3 separate regions of the Mus musculus genome follow, and regions 2 and 3 are each linked to region 1. A link is a contact called in public HiChIP or PLAC-seq data. All regions are on one chromosome and are shown on one strand. The core of a region is the stretch at or near the end of the contact, and the rest is flanking DNA. Distances in the headings are between cores, read along the strand shown. Region 1 has its middle 14 kb from the start of Gm39660. Region 2 has its middle 18 kb from the start of Gm28818. Region 3 overlaps 4933417E11Rik (RIKEN cDNA 4933417E11 gene).

Region 1 (4,303 bases), core at 756-3,255:
GGATGACTGAATTATAGCCAACATGGAAAAGAAAACACCAGTAAAACATTTCCTTGACCAAAATACACACTCCACCCTTCAGCCACTTCCTCACGCAGGCACGCGGACAGAGAAGCGTTCACCCTCCCTCATCTGCTTCCCTAGTCACCATAGCTAATTAGAGAGAGGCACACACATATCAAAGAAAGACAGTGGCAATGGTTGCTATGGACACAGACAAACATTTTGTCATCCTACCCTATGGAAGCATCATGGAAATTGATCCTATTCTTTGGAAACATGTTTTCGGAGCATTATATAATATAAGGCAGCTCTAAAATATGTCTAGAGAGTAAGTCAGGTCAAATGAAAAATAAAAACATACAGAAAAAATGGAGAGAAGCGGGTGCTTTAAAAAAATACAATGTCAATATTTCCAATATTTACATGTGATTCACGATGGTTCCCACTATCCTGAGGTAGACTCACGTTGCTCTGCCAGATCCCCACTGTCCAGCCCCAGGGCTCTTTTCTCCTTGCTGAACTGAACCTCTGTGCCCACATTCTCCTTTCCCTCCTCCGATCTCTCACAATCACCATGATACATTCTTTTCTACAATTTCCCTTACTCTATCCATATGCTTCAAATAAGTGAAATCACAGAGTATTTATAATCACATAGTATTTGTAATTGGCTTATTTTGCTCAGGTCTATCTTCCCTCTGCCCATACGTGCCCCCCCCCCCCAAGGACAGGATTTCCGTTTTCTAAAGGTTGATTGGGGCTCTCAGTATCACAGTGAATATGTAGAACACACAGTTTATCCTGTCTTTGCAGGTGGACATGAGTCACTCCCACCTTCTGACTGTTTGATTCACGCTGCTATAATATACAGATCTCTCTTTGATAGCTATCCAGGCTTTGGATGCCTATGCCAAAAAGGGAAACATAATATCATACATTAATATTTTCTTTTCTTTTTTTATTTTTGGAAACAACCATGCTGTTGCCCTGAGCAAGATCTCCATAATAATTTTTATTTTTCTTGTTTGCACATTCACTCACTCATTCATTTAGTCAGTTTGCAGTAATTGGGATTGAATCCTTTTTTTCTTGTTTGCATGTTCAGTCAGTCAGTCAGTTAGTCAGCCAGTCAATCAGTCAGTTTAAAGTACCAGGGATTGGACTCGGGGATTCCCACATCTTAGCACGTACTCAACCACTAACCTATGTTCCCTAGACTTTTTTCTATTTTCCACTTTGAGTCAGAGTCTCACCAAGTTGTCCAGGCTGACCTGGAACTTATCATCCTCCTCCTCAGCCTCTCAAACAGCAGCAATGACAGAAATACTCCACCAGGCCAGATATGATTTTGTTTTATTATGGAAGCCAAACTAGTGAGTATGAGCCCACATTCCCTTGACATTCCATGATGTTTGCCATGATCTTTTAGGCTAGCATTCTCTGATTACCAAAAAACCTCTAGAGAAATGTCTGTTTAAGTCCTTTGCCTATTTTCCCATCTGGATAGTATTGATTAGTGTTATATTGTTACAATTATTGTTATATAGTCTGAACATCGATGCCCTGATGATATGCCCTTGACACAGAAGCATAGCAACTATTCACCTTTTAAATATTCTATCCTAAGCATTTTTCTTCTTGAATAACTATTATTATAATGTTAAATCAGTACTCTTAATAAAATCACAACTTAGAGATTTCTTTACAAAAGCTGATAAGATTTACCAACATCATTAAGGCAAGAAAATAAACAGGAGTCCTTCTCTCCCCAGTGAGGCCATGGTGTTTACACAGTCGCTGGAGAGCAGTGTGGTAAACCCTTGGGAAGCCTGGGGGATTATTTCGGACCAGATTAAATGCCCCTTGCAAGACAGTCTTCCAGAAGAAAAAAAAAAGCATGCGAGATAAGGGTCATTTCTGTGAGCGATAGGGGAGTCTGTCTAAACGCAGGCCTTGCCAAGGGGTAATTCACTCTCTAAATATTTTTCACACAGACTCACAGTGACTCACGGATCTGGGAGCAGGGAGAAGGAAAAAATCTGGAGAAGCTTAACAGACGTACCTTTTTCATATTTCTGAGCTGAGCTGGTAAACCTGACATGTTTGCCTATGTGGGCGTTTGATTCTATGAAAGATATTTTTGTTTTATGAAGCGGGGGTAATGGGGATGGGTACCTTATTTCTAATGAATATGACACCCACTATATCTAACATCATATATATTTCCTTAAGAGAAGAAATGAACTACAGATTTATAATTGCAGTCCTTCTTTTTTGCATTTTGGACACAGATTCTCACTATATAACCTAGAATTCATTGTAGAGAGCAGTCTGGCTTTGAGCTTGTGGCCATCCTCCTGCTTCAGCCTCCTGAGGACTCGTAAGTCCAGCTGTAATCAGTTTTTCAACACTTGAGTTCTGTGTTGCTCTCTTTTCAGTTGATGAAGGTAAGAGGGTTGTCTTGAACCGTTGCTTCATTTCTCTTGAGCTGTGGTCCATGGTACTGGTGTCTCCCATTAGCTGGCTGAGTTCTGTCCAGTTAGACATCAAGAACAGATGAGCCTCTCCTCACCTACTGTTGGTAGACCCTGGCCCATGAATGCTGGGGGCTTAGGAACTAGAACAACAGGCTTGGGAGTTTGCATCTCATCTTGAGAGGTAGAGACCAGGATTTAGATGCCCGATGTCTATAGCTGTAGACACTTTGGTTGGAAGCTCTGTGTTCTAGGCTTTGACCACCAGTAGCCACAGCACTTGGCAGCTATTGTAATCCTTGGCTTCCAACAGCAATGGCAACAGCAGGAAATAGGAGATGGTACCTGCTAATATTATAGCTCCTGAATGGGTCGCACCTGTTGAGACCCTCAGCTCCTATAGTGGCTAGGGCCACAGCTCTCAAGCCTAGATTTTTGGAATCATTTGGGCCATCATTATATGATAACAGGTAAGGAACCAAAATATAAAATAAGCATCACAATGACACCTTAATCCCTTTGTAAGACTCCCCACTTCCCATTGCTCCTCAGGTGATATGTGTGTGTGTGTGTGTGTGTGTGTGTGTGTGTGTGTGTGTATCATACACAACTTTGATCATCAGAAAAAAAAACTTGAAACTATATCTGTTATCAAAATACCTCCCACCCCCCAAATTCTAACATGTATCCAACACTTTGTATGTCCTGAGTAGTTTATAGTGTGGGTCTTTGGCTTGGAGTTTTAGGTAAGACATCCAAGATCATATAAGGGGCAGGACTCAAGTGCTTACTTTTTGTCAGACACTAATTGCATAGATGAATTTGCCCCCCAAGAAAACTGACAGGTAATTATTTTTATTCCCAATCTACAAGTGAGGGAATTGAAGTTCAGAGGGTTTGAACAGCTCCTCAAGGTTACGGTTCTGTTGTAAATCATAGTCAGACCTGGAGATTTCAAAGCTGAGCCTTCTCTTCCATTCTATGGTGTTAATTTGATAGGGCCCAACAGACAGGACAACAAACAAAATTATTGTCCTTCTGTTTTGAAGGCTGAAACGTTAAGGTTGAGTGTAACGTGGGAGCTTAGTTTCACCTGAAGCCCCTCACATTGTTAAACAGGAAGCCCCTCAATACCCTTACACGGCCTCTCCTCTCTGCCCACACATTTGTCAAATAAATCTTAATTTAACCATAATTATATCTTTAAAGATCCTATCTCAATTTTATCATACTTTTAAGTGCTGGGCATTGAGACTTCAACACACAAAGTTGATAAGGAGAAAGTCATGTCCTAATAACCTCCTATGAAAGTCATAATGCAGCTCTCTTATAGATTATCTTTTAGTTCAGGCTGCTACCTGTCCCAAGGACTATAAGCTTCCTAATCTATGTGTGAGTAGAATTCCAACATGCTTCCCTCATTGTAGAAAGAGTAATTTGAAATGGATGAAACTACAGGCAGGAAGGTATCAAAGATGGTGTGACTGGGCACAAAAGATAATGGTCATGTGTAACTTTAATTTTTTCAAAGTCTACTTTTAATGGTAGTTCTTAAATGCTTTAACCTTCCTTTTAGCCCACTACTCACCACAGGTAGTAGAAAAGAAAGGATATGAGGGAAGTGAACCTGTTTAGAAAGGTTCTTTGGAGCAACTCCCATCTGGGTTGTCTGGAAATTGGTAGTTCAAATCTCAGGACAACAGCAGCAGCTTGATCCACTCACAAACATTTCAAGGATATATCAGCAGTCCAGTTGGGTAGACTCGGGATAACAAACACAAATCAGCAGCAGTGACACTGCCTAGCAGAGACAGCCAAGCCTCAGC
Region 2 (4,010 bases), core at 937-3,436, 160 kb before region 1:
TCTGTTGAGTAGGATATAATCTTATGCTCCAAGAGTCAAATCAGGCCTCAGTTCCACCAGGAAGGCGTATCGTAGATTCAGCCAGGGACTCTCTGTTTACTATGACTCAGGAGACAGAGTGCCTTAGTGACCAGTGCTCAGCCTGGTCAAGAGTTTAACCTACACGAATCTAAGCTTACCAACTGTGAGTCATGTAACTAATCGTTCTATTCCTTAGGAAGTACTCACTAAATGATGGCTGTGGCTTCTATTGTCTCCAGCAGCTTGTTTTCTCCTTGTAAATGTTCATCTCACCCCATCCCAGGAATCTCTGCGAAGAGTTCTGGGTGCGCCTGGTCTTCACTAATCTCTTTCTTTAAAGTCTGCTAAAGAAGAGTCTGAGTGAGGAAGGAGGCCCTGGAATTACTCCTGTCTCTTCCTTGCAACCACATTCTTAGCTAAGTTTCTTGAGGGTGAGGCAAGGGCACGGAGACTCATTCTTCTTGTTATTTGGTTCTCTGTCCCTTGTGGATTTCTCCTGATCCTCTCTCTGTTCCTCTTTATGAACTAACCTTGGTAACTCCACGTTTATGTGACCTGAAATGCCATTCATCCCTTTGCTGTGTGGCTATGTCTTATGAATTAGAACATGTCCCAGTGAAGGGAGGAGGAGAGTGTCTCATACTCCAGAAGGACCTTGGTTTGGTTTCTACTGCTGTGAAAAGCACCATGACAAAGCATCTTGTCGAGCAGAGGGTTTATTTCAGTTTACAGTCGTAGTCTATCAGTCAGCTAAGTGAGGGCAGGAATTTAAGGCAGGAACCTAGAGGCAAAAACTGAAGCAGAAGTCATGGAAGAGTGTTGCTTACCGAATTGTTCCTCCTGGCTTGCTTTCTTAGACATCTCAGGACCATCAGCCCAGGGATGGCACCATTTACAATGGACTGGAACTTTCTTATACCAATCACCAGTCAAGAAAACGCCTCTCAGGATTGTTCACAGGCCACTCTTATGGAGCATTTTCTCAATTGCAGTTCCCTCTTCTCAAATGATTCTAGTATTGTATCGAGTTGACAAAAAACAAACCAGTGTAGAAAAGTAAGAAACTTTACAGGGTCCAGAAAGCTAACAGAAGTTACAGGGCTCAGGAGGCTTAGACAGCTACACGATTCACAAGGTTTGTCCCCAACTTTATATAATCCGTAAACAATCTAGGAAAGAGGGGACTGGGGAAGGGAAGGCTAGGGAATGGAGACTCTTTAGGGAAACTGCTTGCAAGTTGGACAAGGAGTGCCCATGATACAGCTCTAACATCATCTGAGAAAACTGAAACAGTCATTTTTATTGCTGTGTAGAACTTAAACAAACAAAATTGTGTTTGTGTGTTAAAACCGTTTACAAGGTGAATTCCAGGACAGTAAGGGATATACAGAGAAACCCTGTCTTGAAACAAACAAACAAACAAACAAACAAGAAATATAATAGATTGCATTTTAATATGAGGTGATTCTAGTTACAGGCAAGTGGGAGGTGATAGAACCCTTTCTTCCCTAGCTCGTGGCCGACGTCTGTCCATCTCAGAACACGGGGAGAGTTGAGAAGTTACAAGTAGTTTGCTATATGACTGAGTCCATGAGCCTGGAATTAGATATTATCTGAGGCTGTGTCCTAGCCCAATCAATGTGGGACTTGGGGAAGGGACAAATCCTAGCCTACAGAAGAAAAGGACAGGAATTTATTGACTCCTGATTGGGAGATTTTTAAGCCAGTTTGTTCCCAATCAGTACACCATTCAGTTTTGCCTTTTCTCTAAGACACCGTCCCTTTCTATAGAACTGTAAATTAGGAACTGCTTCATTTTCACTTGTCTCCTGAATTTATTCTCATCTTATTTCCAACAGGGAGAGACATCAATGCAAATGCTTTTCCCCAATCCTAAGGTTTTCAATATAAAAGATGGAACATAGCCACCAGTGATGACTACTTTCCTACTGCTACATATAATAGTTTTGTTATTTATACTAAAACCACAATGAACTTTCAGAGTGTTTTAACTAACTCAAGACTCAAGGGAAAAAGGAAAAAAAACCAAAACACTTTTCAATTTAAAGTGACAATTCCTTGTTTTCAGTCAGGATGTTTCCTCTAAGAGGTCACAAGGCTCTTACTCAGTGGTTGTGTGGGCAGCTTGGGTCATAGGGCAGGGTCCCTCCCACACCGGGAAAAGCAAGCCCATTATTTTTGGCTCTGTGTCTAAGAATATGGATCTTCATGAGCTCAACACAAGGAAAACACTTTTCATTTAATGGTAGCTATGGACACGGCCCTTGTCTCTCTGAAGACAGCTCTGCCTAGCCTGTTTTGAGCCTGATGTTTTTCTACGTAGCTAGCCTATGAAGGCTGAGATGGAGAGGTAATGGGTGAGTGATGGGTGATGTAGGTGGAAGGCAAAGACACCACACAAAACCAAATCTGGTTATCATGACGCTCTGAGAGTCCTGGGAAGCAGCTCCAGGTGTCGTTGGTGCAGAACCTGCGACAAGTGCATCTGACACCAGCACCATGTCAGTATCCTTTACAAAGAGTCAATACATATTTCTCTAACTTGCTTTGATTTATTCACAGGACACAGGACTTGATGTGCAACAAAGATAAAGATACAGGATTTGATGTGCAACAAAGAGACTCATTTCTGGATCAGCTCTTTTAAACCTGAACTGATCAAAATCCAGTCAATTCATTTTCTTTCTTAGTGCATTAGAAAAGAAAGAAAGGAAGGAATATCCACACTGTGGCCCTCACTTAAATCTGTCCTATTCATTTCTTACCTAGAACATCAAGCATGTGATCCAAAGTTTGTGAGGTTTGTCAGTTTACACCTACCTCTGGCATGAACACAGAAATGTATAGGGCTGGTGAGGTGGTTCAGTGGACAAAGGCACTTGCTATCAAGCCAAAGGGCTTGAATTAAACCCCAGGATCTACATGGTAGACAGAACTGACTCCCATAAGCTATCCTTTTGTCCCTGACACATATATCCCCCCCTCTCTTTCTCTCTCTCTCTTTCTCTCTCTCTCTCTCCCTCTCATACACACACACACACACACACACACACACACCATCTTGCCACTCTGCCCTTCCCCCTCTCTTTCTAGCTTTGTTTCTAAGCTTACTAAAACTTCCAGAGAATTCAGCAAGTCATTCATCCTCAGCTAACCCAGAGGGCATAGAATGATACCAAAAGGACTTGCAAGATAAAAATACACACACACACACACACACACACACACACACACACACACACACACCTGCTGGCCATCAGCTTAAGAAGCCATTATGAATGGCTTTGCTCCTCTCATAGTCCCTTCTATAGATGTCATAGACTCAGAGAAAATTCATAGGTGGCCAGGCTTGTGGTAAGCACTTCACCTACTAAGCTGTTTCAATGGTCCTTTACTGATTTTTGAAATGTTTAGTGTGTTTACACTTAAAGGGGCTTTACTTAAGGCTCTAAATCAATTTGGAATGTATTTATCAGGAGCCTCTTAAACACAACAATGTAATGTTCTCTTGGCTTATCCTGCATCTGGAATCCTTGCCCAGGATGCCTGTGTAGGCATCAGGTTTGGCCGAATGCTGAACATTTCACTTCTGCTGTCCATCTGATAAGGGAAGATTAGGAGCAGTTCTTGGTCTTTCCTTACATTGTCCAGAAGAGTCTGGAGATAGCCAGAGAGTCTTTTATCAAGACTGAACCTTATCAGCCACCCACGAATAACAGGACTGATCACTATCTGAATTCCTGAATTCTGTCTTCCAGAGAGAGAAGAGGGTAGAAGGAAGAGGGCTGGGAATAAGGAACTCCTAGGGACAGTGACTCTTATCGCGATGATCCTCTGTCGTAAGGATGGTGCCTGGTATACCACAGGACATCTTAGATATTTGTCAAATAGAGTAAAGAAAAGCCTTGGAGATGATTCAGTTGATAGAGTGCTTGCTACAAACTCGTGAGGATCAGAGTTTGAGCCAC
Region 3 (4,323 bases), core at 470-2,969, 220 kb before region 1:
TAATTCTGCCTTTTACCTTCTCAGTGTCTTCTGAGAGCTTCTCATAGACTTGACAAAGCCACTCTTCACATTAGGAGAAAATGATGAAATCTAAAAGCACAGGAGGTGGTCCAGAGATTCGAAAGCCCAGGAGGCCCACAGAGTCAGCTGACTCGCCCCACACTGCCAAGGACAGACTCACTCTTCTTCAGCCCTCTTCTCTGGGCTCATCTGAGTAAGTTCTCTGGGGATCTTTTATGTGATTCCATTGCTAAGAGGAGGAAGAATTTTTGGCTTAGAAACCACACGAATGGGCCAACTCACTGCCTGCGAGGTAGTGCTCATTATACAAAACTCTAAAATGTTCTTTTCGCCTAGATCAGCTGGGCTAAGTAATTTCAGATGGAACTGAGCACGGCCATTAGAGTTATAGTCAGGCTGAAGAATGCAAACAAATCACTTATCAGAATATTGTTTGTAAGAAGGATCAGGTGGCACCCAACAGCCCACCAATTCCACTCTGTACCCCGTGGGTTTTGTTGGCTTAGCCAGCCTCTTCATGAGGAATGTTGGTTTCTTAGTATAGACTTGGCATTTTTTTTTTATGTGTAGAAAAACATATGGCTATTTTAGATAATTGTGCTTGGTGCTGGTAATATTGTCACCTACTTCTCTTGTTACACATTCCAAAAGTATTGCCATATATGTGTCTCAAAGGAAGCTTAGCAAATCACAAGTGAATATTATATAGAGAATATTTCATATCTCTCTCTCTCTCACACACACACACTTCTTGGGTAAAGTACAAAATATCTTCTGTCATCAAGGATTCATTTGTTCACTGTTGTTTCTTGATTGGTAGAGGAAGTCCTGTTAGTGTGTTTTAACAGAGGTTAGCATCTTGAGCTCAACACAAGATGGAGAAGGACAGTGAATGGGTCCAGCAAGGCAATAGTAGGTTCCTGACTCGAAGATAAAAGTCCTTCTGTGTTGAAATGTATGTTTCTTGAACTTCAAAATGCATACTTGTGACCCGAGAATCTTACTGGCATTCGGGTTATGTTTTAGGAAGATGGGATGAGACCTGAGAAGATGAATTACTGTCAGGCTCTAGGTGATGCTGAGGGATGGAACTGGTTTGGAATAGCAAAGTTACAGTTCCTTTCTTTGGTCTCAAGACTTGTCAGGGATGAGCGTCTAGGTTGTATTGTGTACAGCAGCATTTCTTGCATACCTAGAGGAGAGGTGCCTTGCTCTCTTCCTTTCTTCCCCAAGCAAGAACAGCACAGAAGCAGCAGCAATTGCCAGAAATGGGTCGGCAGTATTCTAAAGGAGTAAATGGCAGCTGGCAGTTGGCCTAAGTGGCCCATGGACAGATTAGAGATTGATGGCCTGAACTTGAGGAAGCAGAGACCAACTGACTCAGGAAAGTACATAAACTACCACCACCTTGGAGGATTCCCAGGGAAAGAGGCTGAGACCCAGCTTGTTTGATAAATGGAGTCTTGAGTTGCCATAAATAATAGAAAAAATGACCTTTCTTATTTATGTTTACAGGCTGGGGAAACCTGGACTTATGGCGAATGAGTCAGGCTGTGTGTGTATGTGTGTTGGGAGTTGCTGTGTTGACTGGCGTTTGCAATTAGCTGGTGATTATTGACCATCCTGAATGCAGTAGGATCTCTCCAGTAGTAGCAACCAATGGTCTTATGAATCGACACAGCACAAAAATGTCTTCGTCTGCGCATTGGCTGCTGACTTCATTCTTGCTTCCTGGCATTCCTGGAAATGGCCTTAAAGCAGAAGAATGTTGAGGGATGAATCATCTTCTTGTCTCCTGCAGAGGAAAGCCAACATTTACCTTCCCTTCCTACGCAATTGTGTTCTTGAATCTACAAGGCAGAATGTTGACAGGTTGACTTGAGACCAATGAATCAACAGGGAAATTACTGAATGAACGAATCTATAAAGTGAAATAGAGGTTTTGTCAGCACCATCCAGGCAGCAGATGGATGGAATTCAAGAAGGGACAGTGCTGAGACCTGACTGCACATTTTTCTTTTCTGAGTATTAATGATGGAGAGTAGTTTAATCTGTGAACTCTCTCTCTCTCTCTCTCTCTCTCTCTCTCTCTCCAAGAACCACATAAACAAAAAAATCTTGGGCCGAGGCAATGGCTCTGCTAGTAAAGTGCTTAATTTGCAGAGGACCAGAGTTAATCCTGAGCAACTCATGTAGACAAAGTTGAGTGTGGTGGTGGTAGGTGATTCTAGTGTTGGGGAAACAGAGACAGGTAGATCCTGGGCTTCACCAGCCAGTCAGCTTAGCCTACTTGGTGAATTATGGATCACGTGAGAGACTTTGCCTCAAAACCAACTAACCAACCAATCAATCAACCAACCAACCAACCAAACAACCAAACAACCGTCCCTCCTCCCAAGGTGAATAACACCCAAGGAATAACAGCCAAGGTACACCCACACTCATAGGTACATGGCATGCACACTAAAAAAAGAAAAGATTCCTTGATAAATGTCGGTTGGGAAGAGTATTTAGAATAGACTGATATAGGTGCCAAGTCTCTAGATAGGGAGGGGAGCCCAGTGAGAGATAAGGTAACGGTTAGCTGGAGTATGGACAAGAGATTCTCTATTAAAGACAAATACAAATGGGATTGTTACCACTACCACCACCCCCATATAGATGCCTATGTAGTATCTGCTGTGTGCTAGCTACTGATCTATGGGCCTTCAGTGAGGAAACCTTGTGTCAGGATTATGGACATACTCTCTCCAGAGCTTTGAATGTCCAAGGTACAGTAGCTTAGTAGCTCTATCCCTTCCCTCAGCATAAAAACGCAGTAAATTTTTATTTACTGAATAGACAGGGGGTGAAGAGATATGTTGTTACTTATTTTTACTTTCTTATTTCTTCTGGTAATTTACAACTTTATCAAGTATAGGTATTGATTGCTGGCTGGCTGGATGAATTTAGAGGTGGGTCTTGCTGTATTTCCTAAGAAGGCCTTGAACTTCTGGGCTCAAATGTCTCTCTAACCTCAGTCTCTTGAGTCGCTGGGACTAGAGGCATGTGCCACTGAATTAAATCTAGCTTAGATCAAATCAAGGGGAAAAGAGTTTCTGAAGTCGACACTAAGTAAAGGTGGTTTTGAAGAAGAGAGAAAGGAGGGTCTGGAGAGAGCTCAGTGGTTAAGAGCACTGGTTGATGTTCCAGAGGTCCTGAGTTCAATTCTCACAGCCCACATGACAGCTTTAACCATCTATAACGGGATCCAGTGCCTTCTTCTGCTGTGTGGATGTGCATGCAGACAAAGCACCCACATACACAAAATACATGCATGAATACATTTCTTTCCTTTTAAGGAAAGAGAAGTTTTAATTTCTTTTGTGAAGTTTGGTGACATTTTTCACCTTTAAAAATGTGTGTGTGTGTGTGTGTGTGTGTGTGTATGCCTATGCATATGCATGTATATGAGTGCATGTGCATGCACATGTGTGTGCATGTGTGTGGGAGCATGTGTGTGTATGTGTCAGTGTGTGTGTGTCAGTGTGTGTGTGTAGGACAGACATCAGTGTTGGGTGCCTTTCCTCAATTCACTTTTGGTTCTTGAGACAGAGCCTCCCACTGAGCCTGAAGGGTATCGGTTTGGCTAGGCTGGCTGACAAATGAATGTCCAGGCTCTGCCCGACTCTCTGCTCTCAGTGCTGGAGTTAGAGATGTGAACCACCACACCTGGCTTTTTCACGTGTGTGCTGGGCTCCAACCTGGGTCTTCACATTGCACAGCAGGTACTTTATCAACACGCCCATGTGGCAAGCAGTTTTGAGTTTTACACTGAGCTCTGTGGTGTGGTCCGACAGGAATTCCCTTGGTTTTACAGTTGCCCCACCCCCTCCACCTGCCCCAGCTAGTTCATTAAAGCACAAATGAAATCTAGAAATGTGCATGGATCAACTGAACTCTTGACCCAATATTTATTGAAAATGAATCAATTTTTCCTTTGCCAGCTGCTGGTCAACCTGTCTCACCAGGAGCTACTCACTGAAAGCAAGCCATGTCAGAAACCATTGTCAACACTATTCTATTCCTTTGCTGATCCTTGGTCTCAGCCCACTGGAGATATTGCCTTTAGTCTTGGGGACACCCCAGTCATGTGCTGTCACAGGAATGGCGGAAAGGCAGAGAGAACTAAGAGAGAATACAAAGAGAAATAACCAATCCCAAGTTGTGACCAAGTGTCTACTCATATGGTTCAATGCTTTGAGCTTAGGCGACATAAGGAAGGCGCACATTGGCTTTCCTTTTGTATTATTTTAGAAAAAT

The links. HiChIP or PLAC-seq counts read pairs in DNA pulled down with a chosen protein or histone mark.
Region 2: an H3K27ac HiChIP or PLAC-seq map of the NIH/3T3 cell line shows a contact between it and region 1, with 4 times the contacts expected there. The contact joins two enhancer-like sites. A contact is called at or near these places in 1 of 15 datasets of contacts at CTCF or cohesin (the NIH/3T3 cell line), 4 of 484 Hi-C or Micro-C datasets (the C2C12 cell line and embryonic fibroblasts) and 4 of 115 datasets of contacts at active chromatin or transcription factors (the NIH/3T3 cell line, embryonic fibroblasts, embryonic stem cells and 1 more).
Region 3: an H3K27ac HiChIP or PLAC-seq map of the NIH/3T3 cell line shows a contact between it and region 1, with 4 times the contacts expected there. The contact joins two enhancer-like sites. A contact is called at or near these places in 1 of 15 datasets of contacts at CTCF or cohesin (the NIH/3T3 cell line) and 3 of 115 datasets of contacts at active chromatin or transcription factors (the NIH/3T3 cell line, embryonic stem cells and fibro-adipogenic progenitors).

The regions. Positions count from the first base shown.
Region 1 is chr1:71,753,298-71,757,600 of GRCm38.p6, reverse strand. No RefSeq gene overlaps it. Among named protein-coding and RNA genes, the nearest start is that of Gm39660, 14 kb to the right of the region's middle. Within about 2 kb of position 2,005, at least 32 of the 459 cell types and tissues checked have an H3K27ac peak or open chromatin away from gene starts, as enhancers often do. A contact at or near this core is called in the C2C12 cell line, the NIH/3T3 cell line and embryonic fibroblasts, where this site is marked.
Region 2 is chr1:71,915,352-71,919,361 of GRCm38.p6, reverse strand. No RefSeq gene overlaps it. Among named protein-coding and RNA genes, the nearest start is that of Gm28818, 18 kb to the right of the region's middle. Within about 2 kb of position 2,186, at least 26 of the 459 cell types and tissues checked have an H3K27ac peak or open chromatin away from gene starts, as enhancers often do. A contact at or near this core is called in the C2C12 cell line, the NIH/3T3 cell line and embryonic fibroblasts, where this site is marked.
Region 3 is chr1:71,968,042-71,972,364 of GRCm38.p6, reverse strand. All of the region lies in intron 1 of 4933417E11Rik (RIKEN cDNA 4933417E11 gene), which reads left to right. Among named protein-coding and RNA genes, the nearest start is that of 4933417E11Rik, 35 kb to the left of the region's middle. Within about 2 kb of position 1,719, at least 17 of the 459 cell types and tissues checked have an H3K27ac peak or open chromatin away from gene starts, as enhancers often do. A contact at or near this core is called in the NIH/3T3 cell line, where this site is marked.